Regions from separate parts of the Triticum aestivum genome. Here region 1 is linked to region 2. Evidence: chromatin contacts called from public Hi-C data. All regions are on one chromosome and are shown on one strand. Each heading gives the region's core, a stretch centred on a gene start, on an enhancer-like site or on the middle of the called end of the contact. The rest is flanking DNA. Distances are from core to core; before and after follow the strand shown. Region 1 holds the start of LOC123042378 (c-Myc-binding protein homolog). Region 2 holds the start of LOC123047063 (protein FATTY ACID EXPORT 7).

Region 1 (3,226 bases), core at 272-2,771, 220 kb after region 2:
GTCTGACAACTACAGTTGCCATCTCAGGTCAAAGTTTCAGATTGCCATTTTTTGGACAACTACAGCTGTTGCCATGTGTGGTCTGGTCTCCTACAGTTGCCATGATTTAAAAACTTTAAGAGTTGTCACCTACTAACACTAGACAGTTGTCGTGTAGCGCTATAAAAAAAAGCATGGCAAAAAACATGTTCGGGTAAAAGAGAGAGTTGCCATGTGCTCACAATCACGCTAGGGCAGTTGCCATTTAAAAAAGAAAGAGTTGCCATATGCTTACGTGCACGCTAAGGCAGTTTGCCATGTACCATGCCAAACATATGGCAACTGACATGTTTGGGTAAAAAAAAAGAGTTGCCATCTGCTTGCAATCACACTAGGGCAGTTGCCATGTACACTGCAAAACGCATGGCAACTGGCAGCTTGGGTGTGGGAGAGGAGGCGGGCGTGTGGGCGAGATGGCAAACTGCCCACACACCAGCCCTTGTACGTGACTGAAATTGATGTGTGGGCGAACTGCTAAACGCCCACACACCGGCCCCTCCGTGTGGTAAAACGAATATGTGGGCGACCTCTTTCACACACCACACACGCGAGTTGTCCTACGTGGCATACAAAATCAGCTAATTCGTGCCAAGATTCGTGCAGAAGTTACTGGACGGTGATGGAGGCGTGTGGGTGAGTTGGCTTAACATTTTCGTTGATTTATTTAGGGGTCTGACACATGCCATGTTTGAAAGGGTGACACTCGTTTATTATGGAAGGACATTTGGAATGGGGATATTATTACGAGAGCTTTTCCTGAACTTCACTCATTTCCTTATGAAGATAACATGTCCATTACCCCGCAAAAAAGAAAGAAAGATAACATGTCCATTATGCAGGCTAAACGCTCCATTGTGGTTACAACATGTTCCAATTGCCTCTATCTGTTGAGGCCCACCAGCGATTCCATCGGATGTCTATACTTCTGGATAACGCGAGCTCACATACTGAACATGACAAATGGAAATTCTTATGGGGCCAGGAATCTTTTAGTACCAAGAAGATATATACTGCACCGATGGGAATTAATACTACTCCACCTGCCCCTTTTAAATGGATCTGGAAATCTTGTTATCTTCCTAAACACATGTTTTTCAGCCGACTGATTTTTTTTATTCGACGCTCTTTTTTTTTTTGAGAACTCTCGTCCAACTTTATTCATTCAAAAACAAGCGACATAGGTACAAAGTTTGGGTCATGAGGGGTGCCCAACCACACATGTCTACCTAGTCTTAGAGTACATGCAAACTTGGCGAGATTATGAGCCTCATAATTATGATTCCTACGCTCATGAATAAAAGAGTATGAATTAAAACTATTACAACGAAGCATTATTTCATGTATATAAGATCAGCGTTGGGGCCTCTTGTCCCTCTGGTGAGCGCTCATGCTGTGCTGGCCGGGCTGGCAGGCCCGAGCACGACGCGGCCCGTGCCGTACTGGCCCGACCCGGCCCAAGTCTCAATATTACCCACCACCCTCCGAATCAGATCATCATCATCAGTCTCGAACTCTGCCGTAGTGTAGCACACCACACTCCCGCGGTCCCACCAGCTCGACTCAAGTCGGCGGATCCGTCCGCCGCCTGCGCTCCCACGCCATTCTCTGCCGACGAGAGCTCCGCCGCAGATTTGCTCCCCCGGATCTGCTGTCGAGATGGTACTTTTCTTCCTGCCCCAACTCTCTCCGACCACCCCGCGCGTTCTTGGATAAGCGTAAGCACGCCGCGTCTCTTCAGCTTTAGCAGAGCATCCGGTGCGCGTCGTTTTTCTTTTGGCGAGATTAGTGGATTAGTGTAGCACAGCTATGGTGATCTACTAATGCGGTATGGTCGTCCAGTAGAAATGTAGAACACGACTGGCTTGTACTCCCTCCGTCCCAATAATGTAAGACGTTTTTTTTGACTGTTAAAAAAACGTCTTACATTATGGGGCGGAGGGAGTAGGTCCCATCTGTAATTGAATTTGCTATGTGGACGGCAGCTGGTCAATATTCACCAAGCATGCAATCTGTGAGGAAGATTTGGTGAAGTTTTCTCCGGTTTGCCTGGAGGAATATGATTTCCGTCTCGCTCGGGTAGTTTCAGCTTAAAATGTCAGATTGTAGCATAGAAATGACAGGTAATTTCACATATTTGCTTTGTTTAGAGCTGTAAGTTAAAAGGTAGAGGAGAGTTCCTGAAGGCACAACATATTTATCATGTAATTTGCTTCCCAAATGATGGCTATTAATGGCAGTGTTATGGTATTTTTAGGATAGAGAAGCCAAGAAAGAAGGTTTTAGGAAGTATCTTGAATCCAGCGGCGTGCTCGATACTCTCACGAAAGGTTTGGCGTTATGTGAAGTACGTATATCTTTGTAAATTGCGGTCACGCGCTGGCTAATTATGTCTACTTCTTATGATGTTGCAGCTCTTGTTGCGCTGTATGAGGAGAACGACAAGCCATCATCTGCAGTCGAGTGAGTTGGTTTGGATTTTGGCATGTTTATTCTCTTGACCGATATAGTAAAGGAGTGATTCTTGCAATTGAAGCCTGGTTGGGTAGCTCTTAGTTTGCTTAAAATGACATCAAAACAATGTGTGTGGGTCGATATTCATGCTAGGACTAAGCGTGCTCATATATCTCAGGTTTGTTCAGCAGAAATTGGGTGGTCCATCGATTTCCGACTATGAAAAGCTCAAAGCCGAGAAGTTGGATTTGCAACTGAAGTATAATGAGCTTTTGGAGATTCACAAGGAAACAAGTAGACAGGTAAACATGCTATCATGTTTGCAAAATACTCCTAATGCCATCAAGGAGTACAGATTATGCAATGCCACTTTAACTATTTACATGGGATTCTCAGTTTCTAGTGCATATTTGGATATTATACAGTTGTGAAATAGCTATGTAACTATTCCATATAACTAACATCAGGACAGCTGAATGTTGGGCTGGGCTGTGTGCGCTGTGGTGTGCTCGCACCTCACGTTGCCATGGGAATATCAGTACAAGCTGCTTTACTTGTTAAGTAGTTATTCACAGAGCTACAGAAAAATAAGTTCTGCTAGATTAAATAGTTCTTTTAGATCATCTAGATGGAAATAGTTGCCTTACCATTTCCAGTCGAAGCAAAGTTTACATTTGAAGAATGAACTGCACGAGATGGTCTTGTTAAAAATTGGACACATTTCTCTTTGCAGTTG
Region 2 (2,942 bases), core at 336-2,835:
TGAACCAGTTTATTAGTAAGGTGGATAGGATTAAACTACCAGGTCCTATATTGCCAAGTAGTACATAATAAAAGCATCAAACAAACATATATTTATGTCCTATGGTCACTGCATTGTCTTGCCAAATCAAAATAGAGACACGGTTCAAATCATATCAGTTCAAGACAAAGCAACACTGAAAGAATACAAAGCGTGGGAAACTATACGACACAACAAGATTTCAGATGGGTACCACGGGTCTACATGTACAACAACAATATTGACTATGTTGTGATGCTAGTAATGTGCATGATATGATAAGTCAACTGTATACACAATTGCAATTAAAATCAACAGAGCTATTTACACTGCTCGGATCCTAGCACAAAAATGCAGTAAGAGGATTTCCTGTGATGCTTGGAAGCATTGACTGCATGCATTGGGAATGGAAAAAGTGTCCATTTGCTTGGCAGGGGATGTACAAAGGCGTCAAAGGCGGTTGCAGTGTGGTACTTGAGGCAGTGGTCACACAGAACCTTTGGATTTGACACTCCTTCTTTGATATGCCAGGAACTCATGATGACATCAACGTACTGCAGTGCTCCCTTATCTTTGCCAAGCTTGTTGAAGGTCATTCTCCTCCAGTGAACTTCGAGTTCAATGGGCGGCACTACAACAAGGGATACAACCTAGCAGATGACATCTATTCGAAATTGGTCCATATTTGTGAAAACTATCTCAAACATTGTGCCAGGAGGCAAGAACTCCCACTTTGCGAAGGTTCAGGAGGCTTTGCAGGAAGGATGTCGAGCAAGCATTTGGTGTGCTGCAATCTCAATTTGTTGTTGTTCGGTACCCCGCCCAGACCTGGTTGAAAGATCAAATGTGAGAGATCATGACTTGCCGTGTCATCTTGCACAACATGATCATTGAGAGCGAGCAGGAAGAACCAGTGTTTGACACAGAACCATATTACAGGCAGGGTCCTCTTGCCCAAGTTGATCACTAGCTAGCGGCAACCTGGACTGACTACCTCAATATGCGTCAGGAGATCTGAGACCCATTGGTCCATCAACAACTGCAACAAGATCTGGTGGAGCACCTATGGAGGCTCAAGGGCAAGGACTAGCTCGGCGTGTGAACAAATATGAGTTTTTATTTGTTGAACTATATAATTTGTATTGAACTATTTGATTTCTATTGATTTTCTGTCATGAACTATGTGATAAAAATAGTTTATGTTGAATTTGCGCCGAGGCACGGCGAATATGGGCCAATTCGCCGACAGCGGGCCAATTTCCGCCGAAATTGGGCTGAAAAGTTGGCAAATTTGTGCCAAAAGTGGGCCGAAAGCGGCGCCTAGGGGCGGTGGCTGGGAAGCCGATCGTCCCCGCGCCGATTTTAGCACCGGTTCACCTCATACGACGATATTTCGAGCCCTGAGGGGATGAACAACTGGAGATGCTCTAACAATTTAAGCAACTCAAGTATGGCAAATGTGACAAATATAACAAAAATCATGTGGCAATGTATGGCAAAGATAATCGTCACAACCCAAACAACCCTTAAGTGCCAAGACCCCACCCACGTTGACACGCCACCCACCCGGAAAATCCCCCAATCGGTCCATCACATCACCGAGTTCACCATCGCCGGCAGCCCACCCACCAGGTTGACCCCCACAAAACCCCAGCTCGAGCACCCGGAGCCATGGCCCTCCTCGCCACGACCCCACTCCTCGCGCCCCTCGCGCTCTCCCCGGCCCCGATCTCCGCCTCCCAGAGCTCCCTCCTCTTCCTGCGCGCCCCCGCCCCCGCCCTCCTCTCGCTCCGCTCCGCCTCCCCCGGCGCACGCCTCCTCGCGGCGGTCGCGTCCAAGGAGCCCGAGCTCGGCGGCGGCGGATCCGAAGGCGGTGACGGTGCGGGATCTGGGAGGGGAGGCGGCGGGGGAAGTGACCCGCAGGGAGGCGGGGACGAGGGGGAGGAGGGGAAGATGGGGGACGGGCTCTCCATGTCGCAGAAGCTCACCCTCGCCTACGCCGCGCTCGTCGGAGGTAGCGCCACCTCCATTTTTTCGTAGCGATAAGTGCAGATGCGTTGTGTTTGGGTAAAGTATAGTATTTATATGCGAATCTCGACTGTTCTTTATCAGTATATAACCATTATTATCCGTGTGACCCTGCTGATACTGAAGTCTGATTCAAGAGTAGAAGGTCAAATGGCAGAATGGACCGTGCCATCCTGGCATTTTTAGCTGATAACTAGTGGATTATCCCCAGTTTATTAAAGCACTCATATTTTTTGTCTGCATTTTAGGCAAGATTACACCTTTTATGGAGTACAACTTGATAATCAAGGTAATGTAGTAGTCTTTAGTAGTTGCTTTTGGCTGAGGCATCCCATGATATGGTTGTATATCAGGGGTGCAAGTGATGATATGCTCCCAGTATTGTGTAAAACTCCACTTTCTTAGTGAAAATGGGGCCCGACAGACCCCTCTTATCGAAAATAGTAATAGCAATCAAGGTAATGAACTTATTTGATGAAACAGTGATTAAAACTGACATGCCAATTGTAGAAACAAGTAGGCAGGCTCTTCAACACTAGCTTGATTACTCTGTTCCTCCTTTTATCATAGCAACAATATAACTTGGATGTGATCAGCAAATTTACGAAGATGGAAATTGGGATCCTTTCTATATGTGTCATAGGATGCTCGTCTGGCTTTATTATAATATTATGGACTGTTAAGTGCCCTCAAATAAAGGCTTACAAACAAAGCACAGTGTAGGCAGTCATGAGCATCCAGATCCAGATTGGAAACAAGTGCTTGGCTTTATCCAGATCCAGATAAATGGCAGTTTGGGCTGTACTTTGCCACAATTGTTTGAACACTTGACTCTCCCTTTACGGTGTTATTCGTTATCTTAGCAATTGCATAAACTAGGAAGTAGGCAGGCTCAT

What was found. A called contact is a pair of places that touch in the nucleus more often than the background predicts.
Region 1: a contact with region 2 is called in a Hi-C map of leaf, with 2.9 times the contacts expected there. The contact joins the promoter of LOC123042378 here to the promoter of LOC123047063 in region 2. A contact is called at or near these places in 3 of 5 Hi-C or Micro-C datasets (leaf and root) and 1 of 1 datasets of contacts at active chromatin or transcription factors (leaf).

Annotation. Positions count from the first base shown.
Region 1 is chr2B:739,597,913-739,601,138 of IWGSC CS RefSeq v2.1, forward strand. LOC123042378 (c-Myc-binding protein homolog) reads left to right here and starts at 1,522. Exons shown (of 5, transcript XM_044464848.1): 1 at 1,522-1,698; 2 at 2,294-2,366; 3 at 2,451-2,499; 4 at 2,669-2,792; 5 at 3,224-3,226. The coding sequence starts at 1,696.
Region 2 is chr2B:739,377,456-739,380,397 of IWGSC CS RefSeq v2.1, forward strand. It overlaps LOC123047063 (protein FATTY ACID EXPORT 7), which reads left to right and starts at 1,586. Exons shown (of 3, transcript XM_044470558.1): 1 at 1,586-2,032. The coding sequence starts at 1,690.